Regions from separate parts of the Rattus norvegicus genome. Here all the other regions are linked to region 3. Evidence: chromatin contacts called from public Hi-C data. All regions are on one chromosome and are shown on one strand. Each heading gives the region's core, a stretch centred on a gene start, on an enhancer-like site or on the middle of the called end of the contact. The rest is flanking DNA. Distances are from core to core; before and after follow the strand shown. Region 1 holds the start of Kif6 (kinesin family member 6). Region 2 overlaps Kif6 (kinesin family member 6). Region 3 overlaps Daam2 (dishevelled associated activator of morphogenesis 2).

Evidence for each region. Hi-C and Micro-C count contacts between places; a contact is called where the count stands out from the background.
Region 1: a contact with region 3 is called in a Hi-C map of Schwann cells, with 4 times the contacts expected there. The contact joins the promoter of Kif6 here to the enhancer-like site in region 3.
Region 2: a Hi-C map of the A7r5 cell line shows a contact between it and region 3, with 3 times the contacts expected there. The contact joins two enhancer-like sites. A contact is called at or near these places in 2 of 12 Hi-C or Micro-C datasets (the A7r5 cell line and liver).

Annotation. Positions count from the first base shown.
Region 1 is chr9:18,868,262-18,872,342 of GRCr8, forward strand. It overlaps Kif6 (kinesin family member 6), which reads right to left and starts at 2,528. Exons shown (of 23, transcript XM_006244480.4): 1 at 2,328-2,528. The coding sequence starts at 2,393.
Region 2 is chr9:18,786,433-18,790,696 of GRCr8, forward strand. All of the region lies in intron 6 of Kif6 (kinesin family member 6), which reads right to left. Among named protein-coding and RNA genes, the nearest start is that of Kif6, 82 kb to the right of the region's middle. Within about 2 kb of position 2,244, at least 10 of the 93 cell types and tissues checked have an H3K27ac peak or open chromatin away from gene starts, as enhancers often do. A contact at or near this core is called in the A7r5 cell line, where this site is marked.
Region 3 is chr9:19,027,747-19,032,054 of GRCr8, forward strand. Daam2 (dishevelled associated activator of morphogenesis 2) reads left to right here. Exons shown (of 25, transcript NM_001427649.1): 16 at 770-876; 17 at 2,166-2,250. Among named protein-coding and RNA genes, the nearest start is that of Mocs1, 36 kb to the right of the region's middle. Within about 2 kb of position 1,350, at least 27 of the 93 cell types and tissues checked have an H3K27ac peak or open chromatin away from gene starts, as enhancers often do. A contact at or near this core is called in the A7r5 cell line and Schwann cells, where this site is marked.

The DNA of each region.
Region 1 (4,081 bases), core at 1,278-3,777, 160 kb before region 3:
AAGCAAAAAAAAAAAAAATTTGCAGTTTGTGTCATCTTGTTTTTGTTGTTGTTTGCTCATTGTTCTCTCCCTCCCCCGCGTGTGTGTGTGTGGTGTGTGTGTGTGTGTGTGTGTGTGTGTGTGTGTGTGTGTGTGTGTGTTAATTCAGAGACAGGGTCTCAGTGCCAAGTGCTGGCTGTCCTGGAACGCACTGTGAAGACCTGGTTGGACTTGAACTCACAGAGACCCACCTGTCTCTGCCTCCCTACCACTGAGATAAAAGGTGTGTGCCACCTCATCCAACTGTTTAAAATCAAAAACAAAAACAGGTTCTCATACAGTAGTAACTGACACTAGCACAGAGCTCATATGTGGCTGATTTCAAACTCACAGCAATCCTCCTGACTCGGTCTCCACTCACCCAATCACCACCACCCAGTGCTGGGATTTACAGGGATGCGCCCGCCATCAGGCCTGGCCTAATCTACAAATGTGTATGATTCTGTATTTAATGGCTCAAAAAGTTAGATGAACCAAGACTCCTCACAAGCTCCCCAGTTCTACCACTGCCTACTTCCTCCTTACCATAGCCATCTTCTCTCTGACCGTCAGTGCAAAAGCTAAGCATCAGAAGGGCAGTATTACCTGTGCTTTAAAAGGTCTCTGTGCAGGTGACTTCGAGGAGAGGCAGAGGCAAAGACTCCCAGGGTCCCCTTCCTGCTGTTTCATTTCTTTAAGCAAACATGGCTATTATTGGGCCTGGAGAGATTGCTCAGAGGTTAAGAGTACTTACTGCTCTTACAAGAGCAACCTGGGTTCAATTCCCAGCACCCACGTGGCAACTCAGACCATTTGTGACTCCAGTTCCAGGGAATCCGGTGGTCGTTATTGGACTCTGCAGGCACTGTGTGCATGTGGCACACTACGTACATGTAGGCAAAATGCTCCTACCTATGAAATAAAAGCCATTTTGTAATGTCTAATGTTTTCTTTGGGATCTTTTCCTATAACTTCTCCTGAATGTTCTCATGAGACAAAGGGCCACTGCTGTTGCTGATGGCAGAGACATTATAATCTTGTTTTAAGAACGTACGTTACCAGAGGGAAATTCCAAATTATAAGATACCATAATGTTACATGTTTATATATGCACAACACTGAAACAGAATAGATATAAAACATTATTGACTATACACTTTCTACACATTCATAAATAGGAACCAAATTGCTTGAATGCTCACTGTGGGAGTCAGGAAAAAGCTGGGGGGGTTGTTTTCTGAAGAGAAAGTGTAATTTTAAAAATCCTTAACGAAAACTAAACTCGGTGCCTTGCATTCCACCAATAAGACCTGAAACGGGGGACGACGGCTTTGTTGGGAATCAGGTTTCAGTGGGAAAGATAGAAAAATGAGGAGGGAGTTCAAAAACAATGAAAATTCTTGATACAAATGTAAAATTAAAATTTTAAATTAAAGGCAGGAATAGTGGCAAACACCTCTAATCCCAGTGTTTAGGGGGCAGAGGCAGGCAAACTGATCTCTCTGAGTTCAAGGCCAACCTGGCATAGTGAGACATTGTCTCAAGACAGTCAAACAAATTAAGTTCAAATTAAAAGTCAGCTACTGCTATTTACAAGCTGGACGCCCTGGCAGTTTCACTTAACCTATCTATTGCATAGGGTAAAATGTGTAAAATGAGGACAATGACAAGAATCCCCAGAAGAGGAGCAGAGATAAACCAGAAAAGTCAACTGGCCAGTGGTGATTTCTCCACACAGAGCAGCCAGGACTATGCTCACCCTGGAGGCAGAGAGAGGGGACAAATGTCTTCACGACCTTGGCAAACTTCTGGATTTATTACACTCCTCAAGAAGGCTGGTTGATGCTTTTGGAGGAGGGGGACATGTTTCTTGTGTGGGGACATATGGCACACTTACAGCAAACCTAAGTCAAAACCCCTTAAATGCTGCAGAACAGCAAACCCAACAGGCTGTAGCATGCCACAAAATCAAGTGTGCACACTTGTCTGTAATTGATTGATTCCGCTTCTGAGGGTGCATCACAATACTTGCACACTGGTTGCCCGATTGGAACCGATCAGCTCCCTGCTCCGAGCTCTGTGTGTAGGGCTGGGAGGCACTTATCCAAAAAAGTGCAAGAAGTACCTGTGTGAATGGGGAACAGCGCAGGTGAGTGTGCAAACAGGTCCACATGCACGAGTGTGCTCACGTGTACCCGGCGCTGCGCTGAGGTTGTGGGCGGGCCCTGTCCTCCCTCGGGATTGTAGTGTGCTTGACCACCCCGCGCCCGCTGCCCCACGCGACCCACACCCAGCCCGCTGGCCCGTACCCCTTGCTGCTGCTTCCGCACCGAGGGCTTCACCCTAGCGAAAATCTGGATCGTTTGCTTCACCATCACCGGCGGAGACTCCGTACTGACCCTTGACCTTTCCGAGTCCAGACCACCTAAAACTTCCTACTCCCACCACCTGCAGACGCCGCTGCCTTAGCAACAGTAACCAAAGATGCTACCCAAGCAGCACCGCGGGCTCCGGGTTCCCGCCTCCTCGCCCTATTGGTCGTGGACCAAGAGGACCGGCTGAGGGGCGGGACCGAGCAGGGATTGCCGCGCATGTCCGTGGGAGATGCTCTTGAGCCGGGTTAAAGGGTTTGCAATCCTGAGTTGGGCTTTCCTTAACAACTCTTTCCGCATTCCTTAACTCCTTTACGTCTCTCTGAAGTCAGTCGGCCGTTTATCACGCATTGCAGAAATGGCCTTTTTTGGTTGAGATTCCCAAGCTGCTCTGAATTCACTTGGAAACCATTGTGTGATAAAGCAGGTTCCCAACAGAAAAATCACAGCCCAAGGGCAAGGGCAGCGCTGAGTTTCATGCGAAGAAACTGCTTCCCATGTGAAACTTCTGGAAATGATGAGTTCTTGGGAGACTGCCTCTGAAAGCGTGTCCAACCTCTACTCACCAGGAGAATGTAAATTAAAAGCAAATTACAATGTGGCACGGATTGATAGTGGCTGGGAACTTTGTGATATACATACATATGTATATACACATATAAACACACATATACATATACATACATATATGTTATATCAATACATGGGACATATGTGTGTGACACATACATACGTGTTTGTGTGTGTGTGTGTGTGTGTGTGTGTGTGTGTGTGTGTGTGTGTGTGTGTGTATACCAGGTGCCAACGAAGATGGGGCTCACTGGTGAGGTGGGTACTGTAAAATCCTATAGCCACACTGAAAAATGAGGTTTGACCTTTTATGTTGATGTTTTAAACAGGATCTCACCATCTGATTGTGCAGCCTATAATGACCCCCACCTCCTTTTTTCTTCAGAATCCCACGTTCTGTGTGCACCTCCACTTCCACCTTCCATTTGTCTGGGTTTTGTTTCTTGTTTTCATTTTCCCAGAAAACGGAAGGTACAGCTACTTGGAGCCCCAACAGCTGCGCTTTGGGAAAATTCATCCCAGAGAAATGAAAACTTGTGTTCACAAGAAAACCTGTGTGCGTTTGCTTAATTGGCAATAGTCCCAAAACTGCAGGCAAGGGAGAAGTCCTTAGAAAACCTTTTTTAAATGAATGAACCATTGATAATACACAACCTAAATGAACCTTCCAGAGTTTATATATATATAAATATATATATGCATATATATATCAGAAGTTAAATATTGAATGAGTCTCTTTATGTAACATTCTTAAAATAATAAAAATAGAGACAGAGGACTTAGAGGTCACTAGGGAAGAAAGAGAGGGCAAGAGGAGATGTGGTTATAAAGAAATTCCAGAGATGGACCGTTCTGAACCTGACTGCTGGTGAATTCTCATCCACTGGGAACGAAATGCAAGCTGCACATAACATAAATGACCCTGGAAGGATGCAGTGGGAGCCCCGTTGGTAGGGGGCTTGCTCAGAGTGCCCAAAGCTCTGTGCTGGATCCCTAGCACCCCTTAAAACACGCAGAGTCCTGCAAGTCCTCAACACCTAGCACTGAGGTGGTAGAGACAAAACTCAGGCTGGAGACATAGCTCAAGGATAGAACACTTGCTCAGCATGTGGAAGGTCGTG
Region 2 (4,264 bases), core at 994-3,493, 240 kb before region 3:
AGACAAAGTCTCTCTGTATAACCACCCTGGCTGTCCTGGAACCTGCATTGTAGACTAGGCTGGCCTCAAACTCACAGAGACCCACCTGCCTCTGCCTTCTAAGTGTTAGGATTAAAGGCATGTGCTTGCATGCTCAGCAAAGAACCATGCCATATATATATATATATATATATATATATATATATATATATATATATATATGCTCTCTCTGCATGTACACCTGCATGCCAGAAGAAACCTTCATAGATGGCCATGAGCTATCATCTGGGTGCTAGGAACTGAACTCAGGACCTCTGGAAGAGCATCCAGTGCTCTTAACCACTGAGCCATCTCTCCAGCCCCATTACTTTTTAACTGAGTGACTACTATAGAGCAGGCCATATTTCTAATTTTCATGGACATGGGCTCTGTAAACAAGACATGGGTGAGTATGTCAGCCAGACATACCAGAACACTCCATGAGAGAAGCAGGGGGAAAGCACAAGGGCGAAGGATGTTCAGAGCTTACTAACAGCAAGGATTGGTAGGGGATGAGAGGGCCCGATGGGAGAAGGGCCTTGCCACCAAGTCCAAGGAGAAGAGTTGAGTCCCCAGGATTCACTCAATGAAAGGAGAGAAATAACTTTGCTAGCTGTCCTCTGATTTCCACAGGCAACATACTACACCCACATATATACACACAAAATAAATAAAAATGTTCTGTGAAAATAAAAAAGAATTTAAAAAATTATCAAACACTGAAAGTGTAAATTGCAACAGGCTTTTCTTGTTTTCCTGCCAACTGGAGACCTTGGGGATGCTGGGGGATGAGGAGCAGAGGCAGCATGGGCCAGCTCACTCTTCCGACCTTTGCTAACAGCTAGGTGCAAGCGCTACCCACCTCAGTGAAGTTCCTCTCAACTCCCGAAGCCCAGGACTGCAGCTTAAGTGCTGTGGGATGCTTTGGTCCAGGTTGACCCTCTACCATGTATGGGTGCAGAACAGGGGTGGGGCCGGTCCAGAAAAATGCCAATAGACTTAGCAGGGACCGAGGTGTCTGACAAGAACATACAGCATGCCTTCTCCAAATATGCTGGACTAGTTGATGGGAAAAGCTCAACTACGAGACTCGAGATACATCAAGTCACCCCAGCTTTTGCTGGGGTAGGGCTGGGGGTGTGATCACTCACGGTTCAGCGCATAAAACATTCACACTCACTTGGGGAAAAATTAACTGCAGGTCATAATCAAGTATTATTCAAAGTAGTGGTAGGATTGCAGAACTTAAGACTTCCAAATAAAGAACTGGTTTTAACAACATTTCTGTAAGAGGCTGGATACCAAAGAAAAGCAAACTCCACCTTGTGTCCTACATATCTGGACTTTGTTTTGCAAAAGTTTTCTGGTTTCCATGACAACCTCTAGAGATGTCTGTGCAAAAGGAAACTGGGATCTCTCTCTCTCTCTCCCTCCCTCCCTCCCTCCCTCCCTCCCTCCCTCCCTCCCTCCTTTCTTCCCTCTGTCCCTCCCTCTTTTTCTCTGTCTCAAAGAAATGATTAGTGTGTTCTTTTTATCAGGGGAAGCTCGTTCTATGCTGACAAATTGCATTTTGACAGCTAGCTCGTGATCCAAGACAGGCGTGTCAGGAGCAGAATAATAAGGAATTTTCAGGAGCTGGCAGTCTGCATTTATAGTTTTATGTATGAGTGGTCGCTTTCATTGAATTTGAGAGATAAACGGAAGTGCTAAATACTTGAAATACTTCTGAGATAATTCATAAGTACATCCATGCTTGAAATAGCTGACAGATGTCGATGTGATGACTGTGGTATGAAGGGACACGAGCTTCTGAGTCAGAGGGACAGGGGCGGAGCCTGGCATCCGCTCAGCAAGCTGGGTGAGCTTCAGCAGGGCATGGAACCCATTCGACCTCAGTTTCCCCCAATAAAGTAAGAGCTAGAAATACTACACAGGTAGGTGATGGCAGTGGATGGGTGGTTAAGGGAGCTTGCTGCTAACACTGATAGCATGAGTTTGATTCCCAGTACCCACATGATGTCTTCTGCCCTTCACATGTGTGTTCTGGCATGTGCACACATATGTACAAACACACGCATAAATGAAAATGAATAATAAATGATATTTGTAAAGATGCATGTAAAGTGTCTACTACGACGTCCAGTCTATTGATCAGGCAAGGCTATGACCACTGATTTCATCAAAGGGTGAGGACCTATCCAACACTCACTGCAGACAGAACAATGGCAAGAGCCTTCCGCAGGCACGAGTCACCCGTGAGGGAGGTCAGCACTGAGGCAGTGCCAGCCTCCTCTGCTTTCTCATGGGCCCATTTGCATGCTGCCTCTCCTGGTCGGCTGTTGTTAAACCTGTGTACAGAGATAGTCAGATTCTCCCTAGTCTTTCCTCGTTTACCTGCACTCGTCCTTAATCCGCCTTTAGTCTTTAATCCAATTCTTGAAAACAGTAAGAGTGTACCAGATGACGTCATGGGCAAAACATTGAAGCTCTAAATACAAACAGGAAACAGAAAACTTGTGCAGACTTTCATCCAGTGAGGGAATCAAGTCAAAAGTCCTTAAATACATATGTCCCATAAGCACCAGCTAAGGTGGTCAGTGTACCTAAACTATTCAGTCAGTAAATAAACAGCAGTGGCAATGGCTCAGCAGGTGTGGTGCTCTGAATGAAAAGGGCCCTTGTATTTGAATGCTTAGTCACCAGGGGGTTTGAAGGGGTAGCCTTGGAGGTGTTATCACAGCAGGCAGGCTCTTCTAAAAGCCAACACCATTCCTGTTTGAATCCTGTTGTCTCTGCCTCATGACTGTTATCTCAAGATGTGAGCACTCAGCTGACTGCTCTAGCACCACACCTGCCTGCCTGCCTGCCTGCCTGCCTACCTGCTGCCTGCCTGCCTGCTGCCTGCCTGCCTGCTGCCTGCCTGCTGCCCGCCTGCCCGCCCGCCTGCTGCCTGCCCGCCTGCCCGCCCGCCTGCCTGCTGCCTGCCTGCTGCCTGCCTGCCTGCCCGCCTGCCTGCCTGCCCGCCTGCCCGCCTGCTGCCTGCCTGCCTGCCTGCCTGCTGCCTGCCTGCCCGCCTGCCCGCCTGCCTGCCTGCCCGCCTGCTGCCTGCCTGCCTGCTGCCTGCCCGCCTGCCTGCCTGCCTGCCTGCCTGCTGCCTGCCTGCTGCCTGCCTGCCCGCCCGCCTGCTGCCTGCCTCCCTGCCTGCCTGCTGCCTGCTGCCTGCCTGCCTGCCTGCCTGCTGCCTGCCTGCCTGCCTGCCTGCCTGCTGCCTGCCTGCTGCCTGCCCGCCTGCCTGCCCGCCTGCCTGCCTGCCTGCCTGCCTGCCTGCCCGCCCGCCTGCTGCCTGCTGCCTGCCTGCCTGCCTGCTGCCTGCCTGCTGCCTGCTGCCTGCCTGCTGCCTGCTGCCTGCTGCCTGCTGCCTGCCTGCCCGCCTGCTGCCTGCCTGCCTGCCTCCCTGCCTGCCTGCTGCCTGCTGCCTGCCTGCCTGCCTGCTGCCTGCCTGCCTGCCTGCTGCCTGCCGCCATGCTCCCCTCCACTCAGAAGGTGGAGCGGGGGATTACTGGACTAAAACAGCTATCTGAACTGGCTAGATCGGCAAGTTCTGGGCTTGGGTGAGAGATTCTGCCTCAATATATGAGGTGGGGAAAGAATGAAGAAGACACTGACTATCAGCCTCTGGCCTCCAACTGCATATGCAGACATTCAGGTCAACACACATGTAAACACACATGCATATGAAAATCAGTAAGAAAAAAATCAACAAAACTATGGGCCCACATAGTAAGATGTGGACAGCATATCTTCTAGGGCCTTCTAGACCTAGGTCTATCACTTTCGTGTCTAAGGACACGTAGCAGAAAACAGGTCACTCAATGGAGACTCCTCTTTACCTCCCACCAGTTATCAGCATCATGAAATACGGCAGTCTGAGAGCAGGACTTAAAGTCTCAGGGCTGGAGAGCTGGCTCTGTGGTTAAGAGCAGTTTTGGTTTCTAGAACCCGCAGGGCAGTTCACGACCACCTGCAACTCCAGTTCCAGGAAATTTGACTTTCCTGGGTATCAGTTATGCACAAGGTGCACAGACATGTGTGCAGGCAAAAGAGTCATATACACAAAATAATAGTTTATAAAAGTTAAAAAGAAAGTCACAACGACAATTGAAAGTGCACCTGTTCTCACACTGCCAGCTCCACGCTCACCATCACCTCCACCACCGTGGTCACTACTGACACTACGTGTATTTCC
Region 3 (4,308 bases), core at 100-2,599:
AAGGCTTCTAGGTCTATGGTATCAGCTACAGGTGTCAAGGCAAGGCTTGCCAACATGACTACACATGTTGGGCACTGCACAACTCCAGAGGGGAAAGTCCACAAAGAGAATGGCGTGCCTGGCAGGCCCTGGAGTTGTGTACCTTGGAACATGTGCTCTGGGAGCGTCCCTAGAGTCATCGCTGTGTGCTGGAAAGTCTCCTGCATCTCTGACCAGGGGGCTCCAACAGATGGAGGTTTAGGATCTTTGATTTCTGCCTAGTGGTATCCCAGAAGTAAATTCAATATGGATTCCACCTCTGGTTTTCCTTATGACCTTGTAAAACCCTTTAGTCCTGCCACATTGAGATAGGCTGGAAGTCTCCAGGAGTTAGAAACTATGGCCTTATGGGGGTTTGAATCGACCTCCCATCATAAGCCTGGGGAAGTTCTGGGTGGGGATAGATGTCTGATAAAGCAAACCATATTGCCTGAAGCCACAGAGATTAAATATGGCTTCCATCTGGACAGCTCCTTTCCTGGGTTTCCAAGAGAGGCCGATCTCTAAGAAGAAGGACCTTTCAAGACTCTCCATCTTTTCTAGACCAGGACAGTCCTAGATCCTCTCTTAAGAGTTGATAGTTAAACACCTTACCTCTCACATCTTCTCTTTCTCTTTCTTTATATCCACTGGGTTAGGGGCATCCCTATGTTGAAAGAAGGGTGGGTCTGGGAGGTGGGCATGAAGGTTGGGGGCATCTGCCTCACCCTCTCGAACTCATCATTTGCAGAAAGAACTGGGCTCCACAGAGGACATCTACCTAGCCTCCCGCAAGGTTAAAGAGCTGTCCGTCATCGATGGCCGGAGGGCCCAGAATTGTATCATTCTTCTCTCCAAGTAGGTACTCACCAGTAGCAGGGAAAGGGACCCCAAATAAAAGTCCCAAGTGGGTAGTACAGGGGCTAAGAAGTGGATAACTCGGTGGTGGAGTGCTTGTTTGACTGCCCAGTGTGCACCAGGCCCTGGGTTAGTTCTGAGCACTGCAAAACAACAAACATAGACGTTGAGCTGCAGGCCTGGGGGAAGGTGGTAGAGAAACAGGGGGGTGATGCTGGCCTTGCGACTCGACTCTGATTCCCCTGAAGGAGAGAGGCATGGATACTGATCTAGACTTCTACCCTGCAAGCCCATGTTAAGCAGTGGCACTGGGCTCTTCAGACAGGAAACTGCCCCGTCCAGGAGGCTCCAGTAAGCATCTGTGGATAGTGCTGCCCTAAGCCCACGGAGGGCCCACTCTGCTTAGGCCTGGGAGCAGCATGATCTCAGCCTGCAAGCATTTCCCTGGGCTTAGGAACCAACAAGCAGTGTCTGCTTTAACAGCACAGCTTCTGTGTGGGGGCCTCCCCCAGGCAGGGTCGGGACACGGCCCCAAGCTCTATTCTTAGTGCCGCCTACAGCCTCCTCTGGGACATCTGCCCCTCTGCCCTCCCACGAGTTCCCTGGCCTGAGTTTCTTCTATTGAGAGGGGGTTGGGGATGGGGTTGGCTGGTTCCCTAGAGTCCTCAGTGACTGTGTACCTGGAGGGGTGGAGAAGGGCTATGTAGGGGGATGAGTGGGGAGGGAGGGGCTCCTGGGAGGGAGCTGAGTGGGAACTGGGCACTGTCAGAGACTGAGAGAGTTCTGCTGCCCCCTGTTCTGTCCTCCCATGGAGATTCTGCAGACATTTGAGGCAGGAGGGAGGGGTGGAGGAGGAAAAGGAGACTGGTTAGAATGCCTCTGCTTGTCTGTCTTAATCTCTTGTGTTTCATCAGCCCTAAGGAAACTCAAGCAAAGCAACAGGACTCAGCAACAGAACTAAAACACTCATGATTGGGGGTTGGGGATTTAGCTCAGTGGTAGAGCGCTTGCCTAGCAAGCGCAAGGCCCTGGGTTCGGTCCCCAGCTCCAGAAGAAAAAAAAAAAGAAAAGAAAAGAAAAACACTCATGATTGGATATGTGGAATCATATCTCCTCTTTATTAAAATTAGACTCTATTATCAAATTGGCCTGGGAAGTCTTTGTAGAGGAGTGGGGAGAACAGGTTCAAACCCAGGGCTGGAGAGGAGATGAGGCCACACTGTATGGAAAGAAGGCCCAGGGGTCATCCTGAGGGCCAGGGCAGACTGCTCAAGGTGGATTTGCTGCAGGTTGAAGCTTTCTAATGAGGAGATACGACGGGCCATCTTGAGGATGGATGAACAGGAAGACCTCGCTAAGGACATGCTGGAGCAGGTGAGGACCTACAGGGGAGGGGAGGAGGCCAACCTGGGGACAGCCATGCCACTTTCTACCCCATCCCAGAAAGGCTGGAACCCTGGGGTTGAAAAGACCTCAGAGCTGAAGGCACTGAGGAGGTTTCTAGAAGCTCCCCTGGACTGACCTTTCCTAGAGAACAGACTGCTAGAGAACTTTGCGACCCCAGTAAGGTCTCAAGGAAGAGTCCAGTGGCAATGGTCATTTCCTCATCAAATCTTCACATCAATCCACTGATGGTGTCCTTTAGGAAAGACCTGGCAAGTGGCAAACACGGATGCTGCCAATTGGACTTTATTAAAACGAAGAGCGCAGTTGTCAAAGCATGCATGGAGTCCTGGGGTCCATCCTCAGGTCCACAGAAACTGTAAGCGATGGTGCACATCTACAACCCCATAACTGGGGCTTGAGGCCAGCCTAGGCTTCGTGAGACTCTAGCCCAAAAGACAAGCTGTGCCCCTGGAGGGAGGATGGCTCAGCAGCTAGGAGCACTGGATGCCTGCACGGGGTCCACGTTCATTTCCTGGTACCCATACATTCATTCACAGTTACTCAAAATGCCAGTTCCAGGGAATCAGGCTCCTTCTTCCTACCTCTGTGGGCATCAGGCACACACGTGATACAGGCATACACGCTGACAAAGCACCCATACATATAAATTAAAATAGATTTAAAACTATGAAAAAACGAAAAGCCGCCATCAATCAAAGAGTATGTTATTTTCCCCCCTAAGGCAATAGCGAGGAAAAACGCAGACAATATTTTCCAAGAATTCATGCAACAAATGGTGTGTTGTTTGTGGTGAGGACGCTACAGATCATTGAGAAACTGGCAAAAAGGAGCAGTTTGGAAACTGAGCTGAAGACTTGAATCATCACTTTATGGAAGGCGGCGTCTGGCAGCCTGTGAGCATCTGAAAGGTCCAAACGTCAGTTGTCACCAGAGCAACGGCAAACCACAGCAGAGGAGTGTGTCACACTCCCACCCGTTAGCTAAAATTAAAGGTGGACAGCCACATGTTGAGGAAGGCGTAGCAGAACCAGAATTACCATTCATCTTGCTTTACAGAGCTATCGGGCGTGCATATTAAGGCTAAGTGTGTGTCCACCCTGGTACCCAGGAGTCTTACACTTGGGCACATACTGAAGAGAGGCCACTGTAAGTGTTAAGACATACACAGACGTAATTATAGAAACCGGATTCATTAAATCTCCCAGAGGGTGAGCAACCCAACTGGCCATTCATAGGAAAGTGGGTAAACTGACTCTGGTACATCCGTTCTGCGGGAGACTACTAAGTCAGACATAAAGACAAAAACAGTGGTGCACAGTGTGCGTGATCTTAGAGGTTATGTTGTGCGAAAGATGCAAATTGAAACAGTGGCGTGGCTAATTTTCTGCGGCTATGACAAAAACACCTGAGACCAGTTACTCTATAACTAAGAGTTGACTTGGCTCGTGGCTCTGGAGGCTGGCAAGTCCAAGAGCACCGAGCTGGGTCTGCTTGGCACCTCGTGAGGTCTTAGACTGTGCCAAAGCCTGCAGGAGGCATCACGGCAGTAGACAGAGCAGATGCTCGAGCTTCAATTTCGCTTTCTCTTACCGCGCCACTAATGTCATTACTGGAGTCTCAGTCTTATGACCTCATGTAACCTGAAGTACCCCGAAGGCTCTCCTGCTAGAGGCCATCGACGTGTGAATTGGGGGGTTTCCAGATGTGAACTCTAGAGAGATGCTTTCCAACCACAGCATAAAGACTGGAGAGATGACTCAGGGGTTCAGAGGGCTGGCTGCTCTTACAGAGGACCAGGGTTTCGTTCCCAGCATTCAGCTGGAGGCTCACAAACCTCGGTAACTCTGGTTTCAGAGGATTGGATCCCCTCTTCAGTTCTCTGCAGGCACGGCACAAACACGGTGCATTTGCATACTCACGTAAAACACCCAAGCTTACTACACAGCCAGACTGACCTCAGCCTTGTTGCTGAGGCAGGCCTCAACTTGTTAGGTGACTCAAGCTTGCCTTTCGGTTGGTATATAG